Linked DNA regions of Sus scrofa: region 1 is linked to region 2. A link is a contact called in public HiChIP or PLAC-seq data. All regions are on one chromosome and are shown on one strand. Each heading gives the region's core, a stretch centred on a gene start, on an enhancer-like site or on the middle of the called end of the contact. The rest is flanking DNA. Distances are from core to core; before and after follow the strand shown.

The links. HiChIP or PLAC-seq counts read pairs in DNA pulled down with a chosen protein or histone mark.
Region 1: an H3K27ac HiChIP or PLAC-seq map of alveolar macrophages shows a contact between it and region 2. The contact joins the promoter of CSTF3 here to the enhancer-like site in region 2. A contact is called at or near these places in 8 of 47 Hi-C or Micro-C datasets (alveolar macrophages, blood, embryonic fibroblasts and 3 more) and 1 of 2 datasets of contacts at active chromatin or transcription factors (alveolar macrophages).

The regions. Positions count from the first base shown.
Region 1 is chr2:27,765,077-27,771,178 of Sscrofa11.1, forward strand. CSTF3 (cleavage stimulation factor, 3' pre-RNA, subunit 3, 77kDa) reads left to right here and starts at 4,381. Exons shown (of 22, transcript NM_001267844.1): 1 at 4,381-4,566. The coding sequence starts at 4,540.
Region 2 is chr2:27,702,262-27,708,742 of Sscrofa11.1, forward strand. No RefSeq gene overlaps it. Among named protein-coding and RNA genes, the nearest start is that of HIPK3, 20 kb to the left of the region's middle. Within about 2 kb of position 2,785, at least 1 of the 83 cell types and tissues checked has an H3K27ac peak or open chromatin away from gene starts, as enhancers often do. A contact at or near this core is called in alveolar macrophages, where this site is marked.

The DNA.
Region 1 (6,102 bases), core at 3,131-5,630, 64 kb after region 2:
CTTTGTTACCACCTGCCCCTCGCAAACCCCATAAGCACAATTAAAAGATAAATGAGAAATAGGGATGAAATATTTGCAACCTATATAATACTTAGTGAGTTAACCCCTATAATATAGAAAGCATTCTTAAAAATCAAGACAATGAGGACCAAAAATACAATAGAAAAATGGGCAAAAGACTTGAATAGGCAGTTCAGAGTAGAAAAAAATGATTCTTATACATATGAAAAGATCATAGCCTCACTTGTAATTAATAGGAATAAGAATAAAATTGTACAGAGATACCACTTCTCACCTATGAAATTGGCAAAAATCCAAGTCTGACAACACACTGTTGAAGGTGCTGTGTTGTGGAAGGTGGGAAAAATGAACACACTGATTTTAGCAGTGCAAAGTGGCACAATTCCCATGGAAGGGAAGATGTCATAAAATTGCTCATCTGTTTACTTTTTTATTCAGCAATCCCACTTTTAGGGATGTACCCTGAAAAAATATATATCCATAAATATAAAACACCACATGTGCAAGATTATTTGCTGAATCCTTGTACAGCCAAGGATTGGAAATAAGACAGATAATCCTTTCACAGGGTTGGGTAAACTCATGGTACAAAGAGTGGAATCCTATGCAAATGTTTAAAAAAGAATGATGGGAGTTTCCATTGTAACTCAGCAGGTTAAGAACCTGACTAGTATCCATGAGGATTTGGGTTTGATCCATGACCTTGCTCAGTGGGTTAAGGATCTGGTGTTGCTGCATGCTGCAGTGTAGGTCCAAGACATGGATGGGATCCTGCATTGCTGTGGCTGTGGCCTAGGCCTGTAGCTACAGCTCTGATTCAACCCCTAGCCTGGGAACTTCTATATGCTGCAGGGATGGTCCTAAAAAGTATAAACAAATATGTAAACAAACAAATAAAAATGATGAAAAATCTCTATTTTCATCATTTCACTCCCTAGACCTCTATAAGATACTAAGTGAAAAGAGCAAGTGTATTTTTTGTATGAGAAATAAGGTGAAATATATGCATTACAAACTTTTGCAGAAAGAAATAGTAGAGAAGTTCTCCTGTGATGCAGAGGGTTAAGGGTCTAGCATTGTCACTGCTGTGGTTTGGGTTGCTGCTATGGTGCAGTTTCGATCCCTGGCCCAGGAACTTCCAACAACAGAGCCTCAGCAAAAAGAAAAAAGAAAAAAAAAGAAATACTAAAAAGATTAAAGATTAAAAACTAAAATAAAAGTTACCTATAAAAGGTGGGAATGGGATTGGGTGGGTGGAGGGGGTAGAGATTGAAGTGGAACTTCTCTGAGAATAACTCTTTATAAATTTTGATTCTTGAGCCATGTATTATGCTTTTTTAACATTTTAAAATAAAATGAATCTTTTTTTGGCTGTACCCATCTCTACATTGTAGAGATGTCTTGTGATATACAGTGGTTCCCCTGTCCTCTAGCCCCACTTCCCTGTCCACAGTTTCAGTTGCCTGTGATCAATCTCGTTCTGAAAATTAAATGGAAAATTCCAAGAATAAAAAATTCATAAAGTTTTTTTTGTTTTTTGTTTTGGCTGCACCCGAGGCATGTGGAAGTTCTTGGGCTGGGGAATCAAACCCACTCCACAGGAGCAACCCAAGCTGTTACAGTGACAGTGGCAGATTCCATAACTCCCTTAACCTGCTGCACCACAAGAGAACTCAAGTTTTAAATTCTGTGTTGATCTGTGTTCTGTGAGATGAAATCTGTTGCCACGTAGCCCTCTTGTTTATTAGATTGACTGTCCAGGTATCATAGTGCTTGTGTTCAGGTGACCCTTATTTTACTTCATAACGTCCCCCAAAGGCAAAAGTAGTGATGCTAGCAAGTTGAATATGCCAAAGAGAAGCTGTAAAATGCTTTCTTTAAGTGAAAATGTGAAAGTTCTTGCCTTACTAAAAAAAAATCGTGTGCAGAGGTTGCTATGATCTATGGTAAGAACAAATCTTCCAACTGTGAAATTGTGAGGGAAAAATAAATTCATGCTGGGAGTTCCCACTGTGGCACAGCAGAACGAACCCGACCAGTATCCACGAGGATGAGGGTTCCATCCCTGGCCTAGTACAGTGGGTTAAGGATCTGGCTTTGCGGTAAGCTCTGCTGTAGGTCAAAGACGTGACTTGGATCCTGTGAGTTGCCATGGCCGTGGCGTAGGCTGGCAGCTGTAGATCCAATAAGACCCCTAGCCTGGGAACTTCCAACAGGGGTCTGGCCCTAAAAAAGCAAAAAGCAAAAGCAAAATAAAATAAAATAAATTCATGCTAGTTTTGCTGTCATGACCTCAAACTGCAAAGGTTATGGCCAGTGTGTGATAAGCGCTTAGTTAAGGTGGAAAAGACACTCAACTTGTACAATGAGATATATATATATTTTTTTGGGGGTCTTTTTTGGCCATTTCTTGGGCCATTCCCACGGCATATGGAGGTTCCCAGGCTAGGGGTCGAATCAGAGCTGTAGCCGCCGGCCTACGCCAGGGCCACAGCAACACGGGATCCGAGATGCGTCTGCAACCTACACCACAGCTCACGGCACTTAACACTTAACCAACCGAGCAAGGCCAGGGATTGAACCCCAAACCTCATGGTTCCTAGTCGGATTCGTTAACCACTGCGCCATGATGGGAACTCCCTATGAGATATTTTGAGAGAGAGAAAAAGAGCATACACATTCACATAACTTTTCCTCTTTTTTTTTTTAAGGGCCACTCCCACGCAGCATATGGAGACTCCCAGGCTAGGGGTCTAATCAGAGCTACAGCTGCCGGCCTATACCACAGCCACAGCAACGCAGGATCGTTAACCCACTGAGGACAGGGATCAAACCCGCAACTTCATGGTTCCTAGTCGGATTTGTTTCAGCTGCCCCACGACGGGAACTCTACATTCACATAACTTTTATAGCAATTTTTTTTTTTTTTTTTTTTTTTCGTTGTAGGGCCGCACCCAAGGCACATGGAGGTTCCCAGGCTAGAGGCTGAATCAGAGCTACATTTGCCGGCCTATGCCACAGGCACAGCAACTCAGGATCTGAGCCATGTCTGTGACATACCACAGCTCACAGCAACGCCGGATCTCCCATCCTCTAAGTGAGGTCAGGGATCAAACCCGCGTCCTTATGGATACTAGTGGAGATCATTACCAATAAGCCACGGACAGGAATTCCCTACAATCGCTTTTTAATTATTGTTAATCTCTTAGTGTTCAGAATTTATAAATTGCACTTTATCATGGGTATGTATGTACAGGAAAAAACAGTATATATAAGGTTTGATACTATTCCGTTTCAGGCATCCACTAGGAGTCTTGGAACATAGGACAAGGGAACTACAGAGCATGCGGTCAAGGATGGAATTGTCATGTTTATCTAGTCTTCTATTGTTGGATGGTGTAAAAAACATCTCCACTATACATCTTCTGCTCATGTGTCTGATTACTTGGAAGGATAAGAATTTAGGCTGTGAAAAGGGCAGAGGTGGAAATAGGAGCAGAGGCATGGGACACTGAAAAGAGTAAAGAGTGTAAGGGAAAGGTTTGTTTACTTTGGGCCATAGGCCACTGTAGACAGAGGGTGGAAGAAGTCTTGTGATGATCCTTGATTGGAAAAGAGTTTTGAGACTTAGTTGCACTTGTTTTTGACTATGTCAGGTACTGTGCCAAGTACTTTTCCATGTATAACTTATTTAAACTGCAGGTACTATTGTTATTTCTATTTATAGGCAAAGAATCTGAGGCACAGAGATGTTAAACTGCCCAAGGTTACCCACTAGAGAGAGATAAGCCAGGATTCAAAAGAATGCAGTCTGGCTCCAGAACTATGATGGGATGCGGAGCTTAAAACCCATGCCTTACGGACATAACAAGCCTTAGACACAACAGTAACCAGTGACGGTATAAATATTAATGCTCTCGATCAGTCACTCTCATACCCCCAAAGTGTGAAAAGCATTAGCTGAGACCATAGAAAACTTCATGGATTCCTATTTCCAAAACATAGGAGCCATTTAACACTTAGCTTTGCTCCCTAAAATGGCCAGTTTGCTTGAATTGAATTGATTGGCAATCTTCAAGAGAGGAGAGTCCAGCTCCTCAGCATGATAATTAAATTCCAAAAGGCGCGCGAACTTCCCGGAGAAACAGTTTCCCGCCTCCTAGCCGGTTGCAGCCAGCTCAGCAACAGCCTCTCCAACCCCGGGCCTTGACGTCAGTACACGCATTGGGCCCGCCCCTGGCATCTTCCTGCTTCTGCGCGATTGAGTAACCAGGGAGTTTCGCTCTTAACTCCGCCCACTGCCCCGGAAGTTAATGCGGGAAGCCACACCTCCTTCTTCGGCCGGCAGGGACGCAGCCATTTTAATTCATATCTGAGTGGGCGGTGGCGATTCGTGTTGGCGGTCTGGCTCCGCAGGGCAGGGGGCAACTTTTCTGGCTTGGGGGAGGTTTTTTGTTTAATTTTTCTTTTCTAGCTTGGCATCGCGGGCCAGTTCGCACGTTCTAATCGACTGAGGCCATGTCAGGAGACGGAGCCACGGAGCAGGTGAGGAAGGAGAGTGGTGGGGCCTCGTGGCGACCTTTTCTCTCCACGTCTGTGTTCGTCCGAGTACTCCAGCCATGTTCGCTTGAGGAAGGAATTAGGGGTTTAATGAACCCGCAGGACCGGGTACCGAAGAACGGTGGGAATGGGGAAAGAGCTGAGATTTAAAACTCTTTTGGCTTCTCTGTCTTGGGCGTTAATATGAACAAATATTTGATTCACACAATAGCCGGGCAGCTGCTTCGTCCCGTTTTGGTCCTGGGACTACCCCAGTGAGATTTCTTCTTTTAATACCATTTGGTGTTAAGGGATTAGGGATTGATTATTTTAACGTGTTCTTGCTGTTCTCGAAAAACTTGACAGTGTCTCCTTCACCGCCTTTGTGGTATATCCAGAAGTAAATCGCTATTTTGAGAAATAATTTGAGTTGAAACTCTAGGGAAATAAGATTCTTGGCAGAGCGAATGAAGAAGGAAGTAGTTTAGGAGTAGAGAGCATGGCTGTGTTGAGATTTGGGAATTTTGTGGCTTTCTCCTGCTCCCTTTTCTCTGTTCTATCAACATTTCATTTTGGATTTTCAAACCGCAAAAGTAGTTGTAGAATTTGATAAATCGGAAACGAGAAGTCTGTTTTGGCCATCTGTTTTAGTACTGTGACTTTTAAGTATTTTAAGATTCAGGTTTTTAGTTAAATGATTTTTCTTCTTTTGCTCTTTAGTTTTGTAGGAGAGAATTGCCTTTTTATTTTGAAAGAGGAGACATACTTTATGGAAGATGTCAGTTTATTTTCGATTTAAGTCTGGTATGTTTAGGTAAATAGTTTTAAAATGGAGGGAGGCTAGCTAGCATGCAGAGTCTCAATTTCCTGAAATTTCGCATTGCCATAGCAACAAAATACACTTAAGTTTTCGGTTTTCAAGAGGCCAGCTTATGATGTGGGGGCTGTTTTTGGAGGTTGACAAGATAGCGACAGAATTGGAGCATTTCTATTCAACATTCTGGATAACTAAATTTTATTATATTGGGAAAGTATGGCTAAACTGAATTTTTGTGTTTGCTCGTTGACTAATTTCAGTCCTGAAAATTTCACAGTGTTTACATTTTACATGCTGTTAGAATTCCCAAGAACACAAGGTCTTAAAAATTACGTCAAATCTTTTTATGTATACTAACCCTTTTTCTGGGTTCATGTTTTGTCATGTGAAAGTCGAGGGGTAATACTGAGGATTTCATTGTAAGTTACCCGGAATTCATTGTTAATTCTTAAATTTATCTAAAATTGTAAACTCTGTGAAATATTGCCATGACTTTTCATTTCAGAACTGTGGTGTTTTAAATGGGAGAGAAAGTAGTAAAAATTTACAGAGAAAAATTTCACCTGTAAGTTTTCTTGTGCAAGGTTTAGGACATAAGGAAAAGTACAGTGAATACCTACAGTGCAGTTTTTCACCTAGGAGTGACAATTGTTGAACGTTTTGCCATTTGCTTTATCTCCTTGTACTTATTTATTTGAAACTAAGTCAACATATATTCAGCCCCC
Region 2 (6,481 bases), core at 1,535-4,034:
GGGCCATGAATCAAACCCAAGTTCTCACGGATATTGGTCAGATTCATTTCTGCTGCACCACAACAGGAACTCCTCTCCCCAACTCTTGTTTGTAGAAAAGCTTTAGCCTTCTACACCATCTCTGAGTTCTAAAGAGCAAATTTAATCAGAGAAGTGAGAAAATGCAGAAACAAAAGAAAACAGTTATGCAAGACAAAATTATGATAGTTTAGCCATAAAACAAAGCTGAATACCTTTCCTTCCTCGCCTATAGATAATATCCTGAGCCATATACTTGAGTTGCTTTGCAGATGCGAAAACCCCACCAGCTGGAGAAAATTAACTGTATGCTGACCACCAGCTCATAGACCCCAAACCAGTTGGAACCAGAAGCCTGATAACTGAGATTCGTGAAACATCAACCTGTTTCCTCACCACCAGCAGTCAGAGAATTGAGCGTGAGATGATTACAGACCTCTCAACCCTCTCCCTCAAACTGCCTTTAAAAACCCTTCCCTGGGAGTTCCTGTTGTGGCTCAGCAGTAACAAACCCAACTAGTATCCATGAGGAAGGGGGTTTGACCCCTGGCCTCACTCAGTGGGTTAAGGATCCTGTTGCCGTGAGCTGTGGTGTAGGTCAAAGATGCAGCTTGGATCTGGCATTGCTGTGGGTGTAGTGTAGGCTGGCAGCTGCAACTCCGGTTTGACCCCTGGCCTGGGAAATTCCTTATGCCACAGGTGCCACCCTAAAAAGACCAAAAAACAAAAAACCCTTTCCTGAAAATCACTGAGGAGTTAAGGTCATTTGAATATGAGCTGCCCATTCTTCTTAATTGGATCTACATGGGGTGCCTTGCAGCAAACTCTTTCCTTCACCACGACCCAATGTCAGTGAATTGGCTTTGCAGTTAGGTCATCAGGTGAACAGTCCCAAGTTTCAGTAATAAACACAGAACCCCTCTCTTGGCAATCTTTGTATCACAGTGCCCATTGCAAAGGCCAAGACTTTCTCAGAACCATGGGACAGCCCAAAGTTCTTCCTAATCAATTTTCTGTTCTTCTCTCTCCTCTCACAGGTGTCAGACCTTCATCACAGACTAACTTCTGTTCTCTTCTCTTTATCTTTCATAGGCCTTATCCCTAATAAATTTCTTGCCCTGCTAATTCTCACTTGATGTCTGCTTTGCAGGAGATAGGACCTGAAATAGGTGTATTAAAAAAAATATACTCACTAGGAATTCCCGTCATGGCTCAGTGGTTAACAAATCCGACTAAGAACCATGAGGTTGTGGGTTTGATCCCTGGCCTTGCTCAGTGGGTTAGGGATCCGGCATTGCCGTGAGCTGTGGTGTGGGTCACAGACGCGGCTCGGATCCTGAGTTGCTGTGGCTGTGGTGTAGGCTGGTGGCTACAGCTCCAATTAGACCCCTAGCCTGGGAACATCCATATGCCACAGGTGTGGCCCTAGAAAAGACTATATATATATATATATATATACACATTATCTTTATAATACATTTTAATTCACTGATAACAAACAAGTCATCTTGACTCATCTCTTTTTTCTTTTCTTTTCTTTTTTTGTCTTTTCGACTTTTCTAGGGCCACTCCCGCGGCATGTGGAGGTTCCCAGGCTTGGGGTTTAATCAGAGCTGTAGCCACCAGCCTATACCACAGTCACAGCAACTCGGGATCCGAGCCACGTCTGCGACCCACACCATCGCTCACAGCAATGTTGGATCCTTAACCCACTGAGCAAGGCCAGGGATCAAACCCGCAACCTCATGGTTCGTAGTCAGATTTGTTAGCCACTGAGCCACGATGGGAACTCCTCTTTTTTATTTTCTTGTTTGGGCCTTGCAAATAATGCAACTTATATAGCCACAGCGATATGTATGTTCCTATTTTACCAGTTAATTTATTAAAAGAATACTACCTGTAAGCATTTGCATTTTGAAGAATCATTTACCAAGTAGTCTATTCCAACTTAGCATTACTCTGTAGTTCTTTTCTTGGCAAAAGATACCTAAAAGATTATATCACTTTTTATCATAAAAGTGACATAGCTAAGACATCCAGTTATCAGAAATCGTCTTCCCATTTGAGACCACAGCCCAGTTTGTTGAAACAAATGCCTTCCATAAATTCAAAATGCTTATTACTGTTTTTTAAAATGTTGGAGAAATTTTCAAAAATGGCTTCTTTATTTGTTGGTTGTGAATTCCACATTCTAAAGTTGTCAAATATTTAAGCTTCAACTCAAAAGCAGAATATGGAAATCAGCAGCAATCAAATCAATTTAGTAAACATTTATCACGGCTGCTTACCAAACCTCCACTTAAAATAGAAATTTCCAGCTCTTATCAGAAACTGCAAATTTCCAGACATTGAGGGATCCCTGTGAGATCTATATGCCTTCCATAGTCATAATAAGTAAAGGAGCACAATTCCCAGAAAGTGGTTTCATAGAGCATTAAAAGCATAAGAAAAGAAAAAGTGATGTCAGTCTTTCAGCGGTACCCTATCAAAAACTCAGAGATACATTTTATTTGAGTTTGTTTTTCTGACTGTTGAAAATAGGCTGGTTGCAACAGAGGTATCAGATTGCTTCTCTCTGTGTCAACTTCAAGTTCAAATTTAGGAAGTCATTTTGCCATCAGAACATGTTGTGCAAATTAACAATAGATTTCCAAACTGAAAATACATTTTAGCCAATCTAAATTTTGCCTAGGTTGTCCTTCCCTCCCACTTCATTCTGGTGCTTTGTAAGAGTGATTGTCCCTCTCATGATTCACTGGGGGTAAAATAACTTGTCAGAGTCAACATCTGGAAGAGAATTGTCCAAGAATGACATAGCGTTCTTGGTTCCCAGGGTTTTGAGTACTCCTAGCAATAGACTTTCCAATCAAATACTGAAGAGAAGGAATTATTGATTTCCTACTACAATTATTTTATTAAATTAGGTAACTTTTGTAACAAGACCCTGCAAGAATAGGACAAAGGACAGGGAAGTTTTGATGAACAGAATAAAAAAAAAAACAAAAAACAAAAAAACGAAGCACAGAGCACTACTCGGAGAGGGATGGAGCCAAAGGAGTAGTACCACATTGGTGGGAAACCTTAGGAATATGGGATGGTTCTGGAAGCTGTATAAATTCAGTGGGGAAGGTAAACAGGGCAAAGTGTGTTCTTTAAAAGCTGAAGCTTTTTTTTTTTTTTTTTGGTCTTTTTGCCTTTTCTAGGGCCGCTCCCACAGCATATGGAGGTTCCCAGGCTAGGGGTCCAATTGGAGCTGTAGCCACCAGCCTACGCCAGAGCCACAGCAACACAGGATCCGAGCTGCGTCTGCTACCTGCACCTCAGCTCACGGCAACGTGAGATCCTTAACCCACTGAGCAAGGCCAGGGATCCTTAACCCACTGAGCAAGGCCAGGGATCTTCAGATTCGTTAACCACTGAGCCATGATGGGAACTCCAAATATCTGCAGTTCTGATGTGAAGCCTGGTATTAGCAGCTCAATTATACTTTCTTTAGGTGTTTAGCAAATACAAGTGTTCAGTAAAGATGAATGAAGAAAGCATAACCATGCTGAGAAGTCATTAGTATCTAGTAAATTAGTGCGTTCTTCAGATTCTAAAGAACTGTAATTAAGTACGTCCTATTTAATTGGGTTTTCTCCAATAGATTATATATTATTGTTTATAAAGAAATTATGTATGTCAAGCAAATATAAATATTTTGTATAAACAAAATAATCAAAAGAATTTTATAGGAATGACTGCTAAGAAATCCTCAAATTAAAAAATATTTTGAGGAGTTCCCATCGTGGTGCAGTGGAAATGAATCAGACTAGGAACCGTGAGATTGTGGGTTCGATCCCTGGCCTCGCTTAGTGGGTTAAGGGTCCGGCGTTGCCATGAACTCTGGCATAGGTCACAGATGTGGCTTGGATCTGGCCTTGCTGTGGCTGTGGTGTAGGCTGGCAGCTGCAGCTCTGATTAGCCCCCTAGCCTGGGAAGATCTATATGCCGTGGGTGCGGCCCTAAAAAAAAAAGGAAAAAAAAATACACATATATTTTGAGTTCCCAATGTGGCTCATTGGAAACAAGTCTGATTAGTATCACTGAGGAGGCAGGTTCTGTCCCTGGCCTTGCTCAGTGGATTAAGGATCTGGCATTGCTGTGAGCTATGGTGTGGGTCGCAGATGAGGCTTGGATCTGGCGTTGCTGTGGCTGTGGCGTAGGCCGGCAGCTGCAGCTCCAGTTCAGTCTCTACCCTGGGAACCTCCATATGCCAAGGGTGTGGCCCTAAAAAGACAAAAAAAAAAAAAAAAAGAGTTCAAACTCTTTGGAAACTGGAACCGTTTTTCCTTTCACCTCAAAGTTTAACACACACTTTTCATGTCATTTACTGTTTGTCAAAGACACTGTGCTAAGACGTATATAGTAATATGAATCTCATGATCACATTCTGAGGATAGATTTAACTATTCCCTTTTTATTTATTTTTTAATTAAAAAAATTTTTATTTTTGGCTGTGCTTCCTGCATGTGGAAGTTCCTGGGCCAGGCAGGGATCAAACCTGTGCCACATCTGTGGCAATGCCAGATCCCTAATCTGCACCACATGAGAATTTTCAACTATTCCCTTTTTAGAAATAAAGAAACGGGGAGTTCCTGTCATGGCACAGTGGTTAACGAATCCGACTAGGAACCATGAGGTTGCGGGTTTGGTCCCTGGCCTCGCTCAGTGGGTTAAGGATCCGGCGTTGCTGTGAGCTGTGGTGTAGGTTGCAGACGTGGCTCAGATCCCGAGTTGTTGTGGCTCTGGCATAGGCCGATGGCTACAGCTCCGATTGGACCCCTAGCCTGGGAACCTCCATATGACGCAGGAGTGGCTCAAGAAAAGACAAAAAAAGAAAAAAAGAAAAAGAAATAAGAAATGGAGGCACAGAGAATAGAATTCACAACACAGAGAGCAAGTAGTGAAGCCAGGGCTTCAAACAAGGTAGTCAGGTGCCAGAGCTCAGTCTCTTAACCAAAATGTTATAGAAATATATTGGAGTTCCCCCGTGGTTCAATGGGTTAAGGATCTGGCATTGTCATGCAGCAGCTAGGGCTGCTGCTGTGGCGGGGATTTGGTCTCTGAGCCAGGAACTTCTGCAAGCCACGGCTGCAGCCAAAAAAAGGGAAAAGAACAGAAATATAAATACAGGCACCTTGCAAAGAAAAATAAATAAACAGTGCTTTGTTCTATTCTGAATGAAAATTGTTAACTCAAAAACTAGAAGCCTTTAAAGAGTCAGATTTTCTTTTTGTTTGTTTGTTTGTTTGTTTGTTTGTTTTTCTTTTGGGGGCTGCGCCCGTAGCATATGGAAATTACTGGGCTAGGGGTCAAAACAGACCTATGGCGACAAAGGGCTATGCCACAGCCACAGTAACTCTGGATCTGAGCCATCAGAGCCCCATTTGTGACCTACGACAGAGCATTCAGAAATGCCAGGTCTTTAACCTACTGAGTGAGGCCAGGGATCCAACCTGAATTCTCATGGATCGTAGTTGGATTCCTTAGCACTGAGACACGATGGGAACTCTAAGACTCAGATCTTTTTTTTCTTTTTTTCTTAAGGGCCACACTGGTGGCATGTGGAGATTCCCAGGTTAGGAGTAGAATCGGAGCTGTAGCTTCTGGCCTACACCACAGCCACAGCAACACAGGATATGAGTCGCATCTGTGACCTATACCTCAGCTCACGGCAATGCCGGATCCTTAACCCATGAGCAAAGCCAGGGATTGAACCTGCACCCTCAGGGATGCTAGTCAGATTCATTAACTGCTGAGCCACAACAGACACTCCAGAGTCAGATCTTTTTTAAAAATTTTAGGAGTTCCCCATTGTGGTGCAGCAGAAGTGAACCCAACTAGGATCCACGAGGATGTGTGTTCGATCCCTGACCTTGTTCAGTGGGTTAAGCACCCGGCGTTGGGGTGAACTGTGGTGTATGTCACAGACTTGGCTTGGATCCAGCGTTGCTGTGGCTTTCTCATAGGCTAGCAGCTGTAGCTCCTAATTGACTTCTAGCCTGGGAACTTCCATATGCTGCAGGTGTGGGCCTAAAAAGCAAAAAACAAACAAACAAAAAAAACCAAAAACAAACAAAAAAGTATGGTATAGTTGATTTACAGTATTGTGTCAATTTCTGCTGTAGAGCTTAGTGATCTAGTCATACATATATATATATATATATATATATATATATATATATATATACATTCTTTTTCTCATACTATCTTCCATTATGTTCTATTTCAAGAGATTAGATACAGTTCCCTCTGCTGTACAGTAGAAACTCATTGCTCATTGCTCTAAATGTAATAGTTTGCATCAACCAACCCCAAACTCCCTGTCCATCCCACTCCCTCCTCCCTCCCCTTTTAAAACCACAAGTCTGTTCTCTATGTCAGTCAGTCTGTTTCTGAGTCAAATCTGTGACTTATGAAT